2 separate regions of the Danio rerio genome follow, and region 2 is linked to region 1. Evidence: chromatin contacts called from public Hi-C data. All regions are on one chromosome and are shown on one strand. Each heading gives the region's core, a stretch centred on a gene start, on an enhancer-like site or on the middle of the called end of the contact. The rest is flanking DNA. Distances are from core to core; before and after follow the strand shown.

The links. Hi-C and Micro-C count contacts between places; a contact is called where the count stands out from the background.
Region 2: a Hi-C map of embryo shows a contact between it and region 1, with 2.0 times the contacts expected there. The contact joins two enhancer-like sites. A contact is called at or near these places in 3 of 18 Hi-C or Micro-C datasets (caudal fin, embryo and gastrula embryo).

What each region holds. Positions count from the first base shown.
Region 1 is chr4:25,733,071-25,740,191 of GRCz12tu, reverse strand. It overlaps taf3 (TAF3 RNA polymerase II, TATA box binding protein (TBP)-associated facto), which reads left to right. Exons shown (of 7, transcript NM_001042744.2): 5 at 4,141-4,399. Among named protein-coding and RNA genes, the nearest start is that of gata3, 29 kb to the right of the region's middle. Within about 2 kb of position 1,626, at least 9 of the 62 cell types and tissues checked have an H3K27ac peak or open chromatin away from gene starts, as enhancers often do.
Region 2 is chr4:25,787,104-25,794,213 of GRCz12tu, reverse strand. All of the region lies in intron 2 of taf3 (TAF3 RNA polymerase II, TATA box binding protein (TBP)-associated facto), which reads left to right. Among named protein-coding and RNA genes, the nearest start is that of taf3, 27 kb to the left of the region's middle. Within about 2 kb of position 3,328, at least 4 of the 62 cell types and tissues checked have an H3K27ac peak or open chromatin away from gene starts, as enhancers often do.

The DNA.
Region 1 (7,121 bases), core at 377-2,876:
AGAGTGAATGACAGAATCATGGAGTTAAATTGATGATTATTGTTATAGATTATTACTTATTCTTATGGATAGTTACTTGTTATTAATGTAGAGCAGTGAATGGGTAGGATTAAACATATATTTGCTTCTTTCTACTCTTTTTCGTATATGTATAAGTTAAAATCGTGCTGTATTATTTTTGCTTTCTTTTTTTAGTAACATTGTAATTGTTTTTTTTTTTAAACATATTTTTATCATTCTGCAAAGTACTGCAATTGCAAGTTTCAAACAAAGATGGCGAAAAGATGCTAAATGAAATGTAGATTTTAAGGGATAGTTCACCAAAAAATGAAAACTCTGCCATCAATAATTTATACTGCACTTGTTTCAAACCTGTTTGAGTTTCTTCTGTTAAATGTAAAACAAGATATTCTGAAGAATGGTAAACGGTAGACAATTTGTAAGCATTTTGAACTATCGTGTAAAAAAAAAAAGCTTAATATAAACACCAAGATGTGCTTACATTTTGAAAATGTGCAATAAAAAAACTTGAGTAGGATAAATATTTTTTTGGTTAAGAAAAAATGTGATTAAACTTAGATGGACAAACATTTACTGAATAAAATGTTTTATTTAATTATATAATTTAAATATATATTTTTATGTAGTGAAATTCGACGATGAGATGGCATTAATGGACAAACTTGCAAACCGACCACATTGCCAACATGTGAAAGGTTGTTATTGATTCGGTATTTCAAGAAAATTCTGCAGCATCTCGCGCATCTAAAAGCCACCGTGCGTTCATTGCATTTCCTCTTCATCTACTAAGGCGCAAGTAATTTTTTAAATATGAAAAAATACCCACAGTGGCTTCTCAGATCACATCAAATTCCATGTTTCTTTTTGGATATTTTGCGACAGTTTATCAAGAGGAGATGATTTTTTTTCTCCTTGACCCATTGGATTAAATTGATACTTTATTCACAAATGATTTATGTGATATTATAGTTTTTGCACATAAGCTGAAGTCACATCTTTGGATAGAAAAATTATTATTGACTTATTAATTTATTTTTCTCTTTCCCTATAGTGGATATCAGTAGCTTTGATTTTCCAAACTTTTTCAAAATAGTTCTAGCGAACTAAAAGTTTGGAACCATTTCAGGATAAGTAAATGGTTTATTAAATTTTCATTTTGGGGTGAACTATTGCCTTTAAGTACACTGAAAAAAAATATTCACAGATGATTCCTTGGATTTACTCATTTTTTTTACGTTAAGAAGTTGTAAACAATTTATTTGTGTTGAATTTAAACAAACAAATTAAGTTGAACATTATTAAACTTAATTTGTTTGTTTAAATTCAACATAAAAAAAATGTTTGCAACAATTCTGCATGCAACACTTTTTTCAGTGTATAAGATAAAGAAGGATTGACTTGCATAAGCAATAACTAAAAATAGTGTACATTTCTCAACAGAAGCTCTTTTGATGCGCATGAAAACATGGGCATGGGTGAACTTTGACCTTTGGAGGGTCTCGGGTCACATCCTGGACAGGGCAAACCCCACACCATCTTTGCCCCGCAAGGGAGTCCTGTGTGTGTGTCAGTCAGATGAAGCATAAATAATGAGTGTGTGTGTGTGTAATCAGAGCTGAGCGTTTGACACGCCCTTCTCAGGGTCAAAACCGCAGTGAGCGCCGCTGTCCACTCTCTCCCAGCCTGTCAATCAACCTGTTACTCGGCAACAGCAGGCTTTAATCAGCAGCTCTGGCAGCAATTAAAAGACGTGAGACAGTTCCAGTGTGAGTGTGATTATTAGGGAGCCTCAGTATATTCATATACTCATCATATTAGACAATATTAGCTGATACTGTAAATGGATGAATTATGTATTATGTAAATTATATTCTCTTTTTTTAGGATATAATAGTGAAATCACAAAAATAGGCAAAATGATAATTTTTTTAATTATTAATTTGATAAATAAATATGTAAATAACAAAGTGCTTATACTGATACTTGTATTCTTTAAAAAAATATGTGAATCTTTTATTTACAGTACATAGTTTTATACATATTTATATGTTTTAATATATGATTAAGGGTGTCACGGTGGTGCAGTGGGTAGCATGATCGCCTCGCAGCAAGAAGGTTGCTGGTTTAAACCTCGGCTGGGTCAGTTGGCATTTCTTTTTTGAGTTTGCATGTTCTCCCCGTGTTGGCGTGCATTTCCTCCGGGTGCTCCGGTTTCCCCCACAGTCTAAAGACATGTGGTATAGGTGAATTGTCCGTAGTGTATGTGTGTCTAATGAGTAAATGAGTGTCTATGGATGTTTCCCAGTGATGGTTTGCCTGGAAGGGCATCCGCTGCGTAAAACATATGCTGGATAAGTTGGCGGTTCATTCTACTGTGGCGACCCCAGAATAATAAAGGGACTAAACAGAAAAGAAAAGGAATGAATGATAGATGATTAATTGAGTCACAACGCAAATTTTAATATTGACCATTACTTTAAGCTGTTACTCATTGAAATACAGCTGTTGCTTTTCTTAAACATTATTAAATTAATTTAAATTATTTATATTAATGTTAGCTGAAAAAATATATATAAATATATATAAATACACACATTTTATCTACATCCACATTTGATCAAATAGATTTTTTAAACGTTATCTTTTTTGCTAACATGTTTCTTGTTAACTAGCTTAATTTTCTTTCATTCTTTTAAAATTTTAATTCGAAGTGACAGAAATTGTTATAGTTTTGCGGTTTCAGTTTATTAAACCCTGTACACAAGAAGAATGATAATGCATGGTTTAGTGCGTATTAATGAGCATTTTAATATCTTGCTTTTGAAAAAATTATTTATTTAGATTTTTGCAAAGTACAGTATACGTTTGAATATAGATTTGTACAAATACAGTACATAGGGAGGCAATGCATTTCATCAGTGTATTCCATATAAAACAGCTGCACAACAAATAGGGCTGCACAATATTGGGAAAAAGTGACATTAAAATATTTTCTTTTACTGCAATATATACAGTGGTCCTCCGTTATTCACTTGAGTTATGTTCTAAAACTAGCCTGCAATAGGTGAAATTCGCAAAGTAGTCCACTTTAATTTTTACAATTATTATAAATGTTTAAGGCTGTAAACCCTTCACCTCGCTCTTTATAAACTTTTTCTCTCCTGTTTCCTGTTTAAACACATGCATAACTTCTACCTTCCTTTAGCATGTCAAGAAGTCCAACTTTTTTTGCAATGGTTAGCATCTTCCTTTGCCTTTTGGGTGTTACTGCAGGTGCCTTTGAGGGTGCAGAACATTTGGTCGACATTACGGAATTTGTTGGGTAGAAAACTTGGCAAGCTGAATGCATTCTGTACTTTACAGGAGGCATGGCATGGAGGAGATTGATTGACAATGGTCTACAGCCAATTAGGATGCAGAACACAATGCACTGTTTAAAAAAGCATGTCAAATTGCACAAAAAAGAGACTGCGAAAGGTGAACCGCATTATGGCGAGAGACATGATATGAATATAGTATCACCAGATTTCTCAGATAGCTCTATTTGGAGAGAATGTATAAGTTTAGATCGATTGGGATGGTTTTGTAAGGAAGCGAAGCTCAATAAAATATAATAAATCAATGAAAAACACTGTTAAATACAACAGAGCAAATACACAAATGAAATAAACAGTGCTTTATAGTTTTCTGGGGAGTCTACCAATATTCAGGTACACAAATTGAATAATCAGATGTAATTCTTGACACTGTATAGTTTTTATCATGTAAAGAAGACTGTATATACAGTTATTTATTACAGCTACAAGCATTTTTTTTTATTGTGCCCAAATGGCTTAAATTTGCTTATTAGTCGCAGATCTTAAATACTAATGCAGAAATATAAACTTTATCTCTAAGGGTAAAATGATCGGCATTACAGGTGTAAAGTGACTATTGTGGATTTACATATGGTGATGATGTATATTTATTATTATATTGTATTGTGTATGGATGGATGGATTGATAGATTGATTTATCGATTGATTGTGCACCCTAACTACAAGCAATTGATTTAATTAAAATCTACTACACAATTTGTATTATAACTGTTTTCCATCTCTCTCTCTCTGTCTCTTTAAGTGTGATCAGTAAAGTGGTGCCAGATACAGAGCCCACTCCTCCTCCACCGCGGACCCCAGTGGCCCGAATGGGTCCCGGAGCCCGAATACGTCCTCCTCCAGTTCTTCCTCCACCTGCCCCGCCTCCTGCAACCCCTCCACCTCGTCCTCCACCCGTGCTGCCTCCACCTCCACCTCCAGCGGCCCCCATCCAGACTCCACCCAACCAGGCTAAGGCTCGTGGCTGCAGCGTCGTCACCGAGACTGTCAGTGCTTATGTGGTCAGTCACACATATACATTAAATATTGTAATCTATTATTATTATTATTAGTTATAATATTACATGATATTGAAAATATATTATTATTGCATATTCATTAATATAGATTATATATGCCAATTATTATACATTTTCTAATTTTTTATGTAAAAATAAAATGTATGAAATGCATTGTAATTTATTTAATACTTAGAAATTAAAGTAATAATACTTAGGGTTAGGGTTAGAAAATTAAAATAGTTTGTAAAACAGTTTGTAAAAATAAATATTATTATTTTGTTTTTGTTTTGTTTTTTAAGGGATTAATTAATAATTACTCATTTAAGGTTATTTGTTCAGATTTATTTATTTATTTATTTTTCTTTTAGAGATTTTTTCATAAAAATATAATAAAAGTGCCTTATTTTTACAAGTGTTTACATTAGTCTTAGTTTTTACACAACTTGATATATGTTTTAACTAGATTTAAAACCTTTTTTTAAGTCTAAATTTTGTGGAATATTCCTGATTATCAGTCATAAGAAATGAAACATTTCTTATGCAGACCAGATCAGTTATTTATAAAGAAAATCATGCTCTATTTAAAAATATTTAAACAATATTTATAGTAAAAAATAAAAGTCCACATTAAATCAATATTAGCATTGTTCATTTTTACCTGTGCACATTGTAGGTCTTTAGGTAAACAAATAATTAGTGCAAATTTAGCCTCATTCAGACTACATGACTGCTTCCCTGATTTTGGTGTAAGGAGTCATGGGGATTCAAAAATGACAAATGGGTGTCAGGACTAGGCATGGGCTGTTATAAAATTCTGACAGTATGATAACTTTTGATATTAATATACCGGTTACATTTACCCTAATTATTGCTCTTCAATATGTTCTTTTTAAATGTCTGGGTAAAAAAAAAACTACTTTTTCCCCCATTGAACAATATATTTTACTTTAAGAAACATTTTAAATATTTTGGAACAGTAAACATATCAGCCTAAATAATTCAAATAAATCATTGACTCCTGTTGTCTTCGAAAACACACGTATCTTCTTTATAACTTAAAAGGGCATCTTTGGATATCTTTCTTTGGATATAAAGTACATTAAAAAAAAAAGTTGGGGGGATTTACTAAATGGCCTGACCTGTAGCTTTTAATGTGGATGGTCCTTTTCTGCTGGAGATGCTGTTGGTCTAAAAAACTAAACAAAATTGTCATAAAAAACACACAAAACCATTTACTAAAATCGCCATTTCCTGATTAACTGGCACCATATATCAAAAGTGAAAACAAATTTGCTGCGGTAGAAGAAGCTGAGTCAATCCATTCTTTTTTTTAAATAAATTTTTTGCGCCTCAGAAGACAAATGCCGACCCGCAATGAGCGTATGGTGGCATTTAAAGGCGTGAGACATGGAGCACAGATGCTCTTGGCTATTCTGGAGGTAATTATTAATATGACAACACTAATACTGAAATGGTTAGGGCATTTTAGAATGACCAAAACAACATTTCAGATGTATTATAATGTGCTCAGCCTGCATATTTTTATCATCACATGATCTCTTATAACAAAATCACATGGCTTTTTTTAATGCGCATACTGGAATTCATCGTAGTTTATGTGCATATTTTCTTATCGAATAAAAGTTTATCCTACTCAGTTATGCGCATATGTTTTTTTATGCACATTTTCAAAATGATCTGCATCTTTGTGTTTCCATCAACCGTTTTTACGCACATATCCAAAATGTATTACAAAATGCATCACAGAAACACAAAATCACTTCCGTACACAGTTTTTAAAATGGCAAAACAAAAGCTGCTAGGTGGACATGAAATGGAAGAAAGCTTTTTGGAATTATGACAACATTTTGTATGTATGAGGTGTCATCGAGGGACTAGTACCATGAGAAAATAAAAAGATAAATGTTGGCGATCGATAGCTGAGGCGCTACAGCTGCCCGGTGAGTACAGTACTGAAATTAACATGTAAACAAACAAATCACTGTTTATGTTCTCATTCACAATGCGGTGTGGGGAAAATTTATATGAATTTATCTTTAAAGGTAACCGACTGTCTACTGCTTCTGGAATTCAGGGAAATCTCTTGTTACCACAAAATGAAACTACTTTCTTTTATTCAGAAATCACATACACACATTACATAAATCTATATATATACAGCTAAAGTCAGACATATTAGTCTGACCCCTGTTTATTATTTTCCCCAATTTCTGTTTAACAGAAAGCACATTTTTTCAACACATTTTTAAACATATTAGTTTTAATAACTCATCTCTAATAACTGTTCTATTTATTTTTGCCATGATGACAGTAAATAATATTTTACTAGATCATTTTCAAGACACTTCTATACAGCTTAAAGTGGTTTTAGGTTAACTGGGCAGGATAGGGTAACAAGTCAGGTTTTTTTATAACGATGGTTTGTTCTATAGACTATCGAAAAAGGAAAAGCCTAAAGGGGCTAATAGTTTTTTTCTTTAAAATGGTGTTAAAAAAAATTAAAACTGCTTTTATTCTAGCCGGAAAAAAAACAAATACAATTTTCTTCAGAAGAAAAAATATTTTCAGGCATACTGTGAAAATCTTGATGTCAATCTTGTCTTCTTGATGACAGAATGTGTAGTAGACATCACGTGATGATAGATAGTGATGCAAATTGTATTTTGGCATATTTGGTACCCACAAAGTGTCAAAATTTTAT
Region 2 (7,110 bases), core at 2,079-4,578, 52 kb before region 1:
TTTATCTGCATTACATTTGTTAGCTATACATTTTCTGTGTGATTGGAGTTACTGGTTTTGAGTTGTAGTTATATTCATTGGTTATCTAGTTGAGATAAAATATATGAAAGTGTTGATATTATGAAAAAAACAACAACAAATTGAGTTGCTTGTTTATTTGTTTATTCAGTAATTGGCAAAGTGTGTAATTTTATTGCTATAAAATCTTTATACTTTTAATCACTCATATGTTTCCTCCATGCTGCTTATTAGTAGAATAGGTCCCTTAAAAGATGCAAATAAATCAGTTATGAAAGGGCACCTGAGGGGTAGAAAGGCTAAATATTTAAGTTTTATTAGTTTTTACTTTCTAAACAATGTTTTTAGCAATATTTATCTTGTTTTTTCTCATATAAATTCATGCATCAACATCTGTTTGACTTTTAGGCCTTTGGAATGTTTCTATTCTGTTAATTATTTGGACATAGCATAAATCATGCATTGATTATTTCAATTAGAGTATTAGGGTTCTTAGGCAAATGCTTTATTAAGGATTCCTTATTGAAAATCGATTGATATGATAAATATTAACACCTAGCAAAGATTATTTCATTTTGCAAATTCCATTTTTATTACTTAACAAATCTTTATTTATTCATTATATATTTCTTTTTGACTTTATTGTTTAGTACAGATTTCTTATTTGAATTTTGACATAAATTACTTATACTTCTAGCACACATGATATTGAATTTATTTATCAAAATAGTTTAGTGCATACAAATTTCCACTAGAAAGTATGTATTTACATATAATATAATATAACTTTATTTGAAATTTCAATATTTGTATTAAGACTTAATGCATTGTATTTAGTAAATATTACTTGTACAATATAACAAAACAATTGTTGTTACATAAATAAAGATGCTAAACAGAATTTAGTTTAACCATATTTATTGTTTTATTTTCAATCCACTTAAATTTGTAAAACTTTTAAGTCAACTTAATTTGTGTTGGGGAAAACGGGAGGAATTGTTTGGAACCCAGCATTTTTGCAGTGTTATTTATTTATATGCATTTTTTTATTATTTCTTTATTACTTTATCTGCAGATGTTTTTTCTTATTTTTCTTCATTATCAGTATGGAGTGTTATTTTAATTAATATTTTTCCCCCTTTATGAATCTATCATTCAATAGCATTCATCATGAAATGAATGCCTTTAAAAAGTGAGCCACCTTATCCTCCTAAACCTCCAGCAGTACATCACCTGCCTTTAGATGGCACTCTTGCATCAAATAACCTCTTTTCCTCCTCTCCATCTATCTTTTTCCCTCTCAGTCTCTCTATCATTCTCTCTGCCGTCCGTCTGTCTCTCCAGCGCTCAAACACGTGTTGTTTTCTCCAGAATCTGTCTTTATGGTGTGTTTGTTTATCCAGAAGCATTCATTGTGTATGTGTTTGGTCATTGACCTGGTCTGTTGTCCTCCTTTGGCGTAGGCGTCATGTGATCATCGCTTCTGCCTTTTCTGCCATTCTGATATGAAAGAACCGTGACTCTGGCGGGAAAAATGCTGTTCGTACACTTGAACACCGCCTACGAAACGCTCACCCACATGAAGAGCAATAATGTGGGGTGATTCCTTAAAGTAACTGCCATGCAGTTACGCATGAGTGGGTTTTATTTCGACCTGTCACTCTTTATCGTTTAATGTTCAAGGCCTTTTCAGAGAATTTAATTGTTTATGCTGTGCCGTTTTTGTTGCAAACATGGTCTTGTTTTGCTAAATGTGTTACATTCTTGTTGGATGCTTGATACATTTGATGTTTGGACTGTGGACTGATATATCTGCGTATTGTCGGAAATTATAGGCCATGCGAGCCACAGAAAAGGGATTTTTCCATGCAGCCAAAACTCCATGAAAGTTATTTATTTATCATATACCACATTCTAACTATATTCAAGTTACCAACATTTCTAACATGCTTTAATTGATGACTTCAGTTTTAAAAAATTAAATTCACTTCAAATCTTGAGTTATTTTTTGTCATGTCTGTTTTTCCTCAAATCTTTTGGTTTTACCCAATCTTCAATATTTAAGTTTTATTTTTTCATTTAAAATGTAGTTTTACACCAAAAATGCAGTTTTCCACACAATTGTTTCATATTGACCTAACAAAAATGTATTTAACTTAAATTTTTTTTTTACAAATTTAAGTGAATTGAACTTAAAACAATTAAATTGTTCCAAAAAAAAAATCAAGAATTGTGTTTTTTCAACTCATTTTAAATATGTAGTTTCAACAAGCAGCAAAAATCATTGTTTTAAATGTTATATCTACTCTCCCTCTGAATCTTAAATCTGATACCTTAATCTTTTGGTTTTACTCAACAATGTTTTTTTTTATATAATTTAAATTAAAATAATAAAATTAAAATGTATTCTTTATATATATATATATATATATATATATATATATATATATATATATATATATATATATATATATAATTTTTAAAAAATATTTAATAAGATACTATAATTTTTAATAAACATCAGCCAGACTGCCACTAAATGACAATGAAACATTATTAAACTTTTTACAGTTTGTTTTTACATTTTTTATTTGAAACATGATAAAAGATACTTTATATAAATTTTACATGCTCTCTATCTATATAAAAAAAAATTCACCTGTCAATGACTCTTAATTGCATGACTCTTAATTTTCATGAGTGTAATTTTGTAATAATAAAAGTTTTTACATTTATTTAATTTTAATTACATTTAATTACATAAATGTTTTGTAACTTTAAGTGTTTTATTTACTTGTTAAAAATCATAGTAGCAAATGTAATAAAATTATATAGACGTGTATTGTTAAATCATATTTTGTGTATTTAAAAATAAAAAATGTGTTTATTTTTTATTAAGATTAATAATGAATACATTTTATGAGTTTACAAAATTTTTTACAAATGTATTATTTATTAAAATGTTCATTTCTAATCCAAAAAATTATTATTCTTAATATATATTTTATTTGTAAAAATCCACAAGTTCTGCTTTCCTATAACATTTGGATTTAAAATTAATTGTATCCAGTTGATATTATAATAATTCAGATAAATTCATACCATAATTATTCAAATATAATTGGTAACATAACGACACATAAACCACTGATAATTTAAACCTCAACTTAACTTTTCAAAGTTGTGTGTCTAAGTTCATCCCCAAATAATAAAAACTAGAATAAAGTAAATGAATCTCGAAAGATTATAATAGTCAGTTTTGGATCATCCTGATTTACAGTTGACTTTTGATTCCTGTGATGTTCATGTTTGTGTGTAAATGTAATGATATTAGCTTGTGTTTTGGTGGAGTCGGGGGCCCGCTGTGAGTGTTTGTGTGCCCAGACGCTGAAACTGCTGCTGTGTGTGTTGGGTTTGGTTCGTCCGGTGGAAGGGAGGGATAGGAATTTAAATCCTTCCCCAGAGAGAGTGACAGACCTGCGGGCTCAACAAAAACCTCTGCCCTCTGTCCCACAGCGCCAGGGTGGGTCACCGTTAACCTCAATGTGCGTGTATGTGTGTGTGCAGTTGGAAGAAATCTGCCCTCATATTTCTGGCTGGCAGCCTGTTGCTTCAATCAAAAAAGAACTTTTGCTGCTACTTATTTAAAAAGAGTCGAAACAACTCACATCTTTTTTTTTTTTTGGGGACAACTTAATTGTTTTATGTTTAGTCCACTTAAATGTGTTAAAGATTAAAATAACCCAAACGATTAGTGTTGACAAACATGAAATTGTTTGGTACTCAGCAAGTTTTGTTTATTAATTAATTGATTTTTTACTTCATTGTTGACTACAAATATTGTGATTTAACATTATTTGGAATTGTAATTATTGACTTTACAATAATATAGTAGTTTGTTGTTTACAGTATATATTGTTGATATAACCTTTAATAGGTTTATATGAGCTTTTAACATTCAGAATAGTTTTCTTATTCTTCTATTCTCCTATAGCTTTGTAAAAAAAACTAAATTCAGAATTAGTGAACGTTTGACGTTTAGAACTTTAAAGTTTATTTAATTAACCATTTCCAGCTGTTTTGTTTATTATTTCAGTTTTGATTAATTTATTTAATTTATTTGTTATTATTGTATTTATTGTATATGAATTAATTAATTATTAATTAATTATGTATTTATTTATTACTTATTAAATTTAGATTTGATTTAATATAAGATTAAAATTATTTAGTTATAAATATTATGTTATAATATACTTTTAATAATTTTTATAGAAAATAATTATTCATATTTTTAATGTAAAAATTCCCACTTAACAAACTACTTCGATTTTTATTTTGTATATGTTGATTTTTATTTAATATAGATTTGTTTGTGACATTCATTAATAAAAATGCTTAACAATTGAAAATTGAAATTATATGGATTTGTCATATAATATTTTATATATATATATATATATATATATATATATATATATATATATATATATATATATATATATATATATTAATATATATATATATATATATATATATATATATATATATATATATATATATATATATATATATATATATATATATATATATATAAAAAGTTTCTTATAATCAGTTAAATGTCTGTTGAAGGAACAGTATAAACATATTAAGCAGACAGTCTACTATTACTCAAATGGACCATCAAAATAAAGTGTTACCATTTGTTCATATTTATATATAAATTTTTAATAAGTCATAATGCATACTTAATTATTAATACTAAAATTATAGCAAAAACTTTCAGTTAAAAAATACATAAAAAATAGAATTTTTTGATTAAAGTAATATTCACCATAGTGCTGAAGTCAACAAACTACTTCATCTTCAGATATAAAGCATCACACTCTAAAAGTGTGTTGTAGGACTTTTCTTATGGTTAAGTTCTGTAATTGGACACACACACACACACACACACACGCACAGATACGGTGCTGCTGAAGCGTTTAGCAGTGCCAGGGAATTAGTGTGTGTTTATTGTGTTAGCAAAGAGGGAGTCTGGCTGAGCACTTAATGCCACCATAGGAAACAAGAGGTGGACGAGAGCAGCTTTCAAATCAACAGCTCACCACCAACACTTTTACTTATACACACTTCAGCTTGGTGGCTTGTTTGCTTGCAATATGGATGTTCACTTAATATATGTGTTTGTATATGTTTTAATATGTTATTTTTATTTCTTTGATTTTAAAAACATCCTCTCTGTTTGAGGTTTTTGCTTTCTGAAGTAGATTTAGCTGTTTTGGATTTTGTTAGGCTAGAAATGAGGAGATAAAATGTTGTTATAAATTATAGACTGTAAAAAAAATCATATTTTTTTTGTCAAATTTAAAAAATTTCTTCAAATGTCTTCATATATTTGTATATGGCTTAGGTAAGTAAAAACAAAATGAAATGTTTTTTATGCATATTTATTACACCATAAAGTACACCTACTATTAGAAGTTCCATAATTGACCATATTTGGATTGGTCGTGAATATTAATGAGCTCTGCACTGACATGCAACTCTCACAGACGCACACATATACACAGAGCTTGATGTATGCTGAAAACGGACACTATAGTAATGCTTAATTTGTCAAAAAAGTTTTACCAAACAAAGTAGATGCCTAATTAAATCTTTTTAACTTCTAACTCTATGGGTGCAGGTTTAATTTAGTTCTCTGTTATAAACCAATCAAAGTAACTTTAGCCTTGGTGATTTGACACGATTTAGCAGTCTACTTTTGTTTGTTGAAACACAAGCATCAAATTTAGCAATAAACACAAAAAAAAATAACAAAACATTCAATTAAACATACCCTATGCCTCTTTGGAGTGAAGCTGAATACATGTATAATCTGTCATTTATTTTTTTTTTTTGTGTCGTACTCGCACTATGTACAGTTGCCTTGAACCAGGCCAAAGCACTCTTGCCCATCCGCCCCGTCTCCCTCGACGGCCTGCACTCACATTACATTCAGGCCTGGACACGCATGCGTCATCGATGATGCACTGTTCAGTAAGTGCTCTCGCTCAGTATAGTGGAGATTTCTTTAGTTATATCGTTTAAGTCGTTTGATCTGCAGTGACGCAGTCAAATATTTCGGCAAACAGATCAGCCACTTTTGATGCTCATAGACAATCATAAAGTCCTCGTGCTGCAGGAATTAGGAGGTTTGCTGAAGGTGCGCAGCTTTCGCGCATAGTGAGGTTTGCGTCTTTAGTAACCTATGACATTTTGCGTTCACTGAACAGTAAGAATGATAAATAAATCCATATGAAACTTTAAACTTCCTTAAAAGTCACGTCTCGCTTTCAGTTGCGGGCTCTGGCGCGTTTTGCACTCACACACAAGTGTACCGCGCCAAAGTCCAAGTGAACTGTGCTCAGGCACACCTCTTCCAACCAGGCCAGGGCTGGCCAAGTGAACCGTGCCTGAACCCGATTCAGAGTACTCGGACTTCTCAAACGATCCGGGAAATGGGCCTGGGCATGGTTCGGATAGCATAGTGCGAGTAGGCCCTTAGGCTGTGTTCTCCTGATGATGTGACTGCTCATCAAGTATGGATGAACAACTTGAAGTACAAGCAAATGATGAGGGTGTGGCCCGTGAGTCATGTTACAGTCTGCTTTGTGTTCTGATTGGCCTTTGGTCCACCAGTGTTCTGTTACATGAGAACGAGAAGAACAAGGATGTTTCTAAGGTGCCTGTCCACACAAAGAAAACTACACTTTTTTTTCTAAATGGTTTGACTGTTTGTTTGCACAAAAATACAGTGCCAGGTGACTAAAAACGGAAACTTTACGAAAACTCTGACCAGGATGAAGATTTTCGAAAACTTTGGGTGGTCGTGTCGATAATCATGTGGCCTCATGATGTCAGCATGTGTGCTGTTTTCTCCTTTTTGATTGGCCAACATGGCTGGGTTCACACCAAAAGCAGAAGATGGAAATAAGGCAAATTTCGCATATTCGCGGCAAATGCAATTGCATATTTTGTGCTGTTAGCTTGTGGGACAGCAATCCACCTCTGTTCTCCCATTTCCCGTTTGATTTGTATACAATTTAC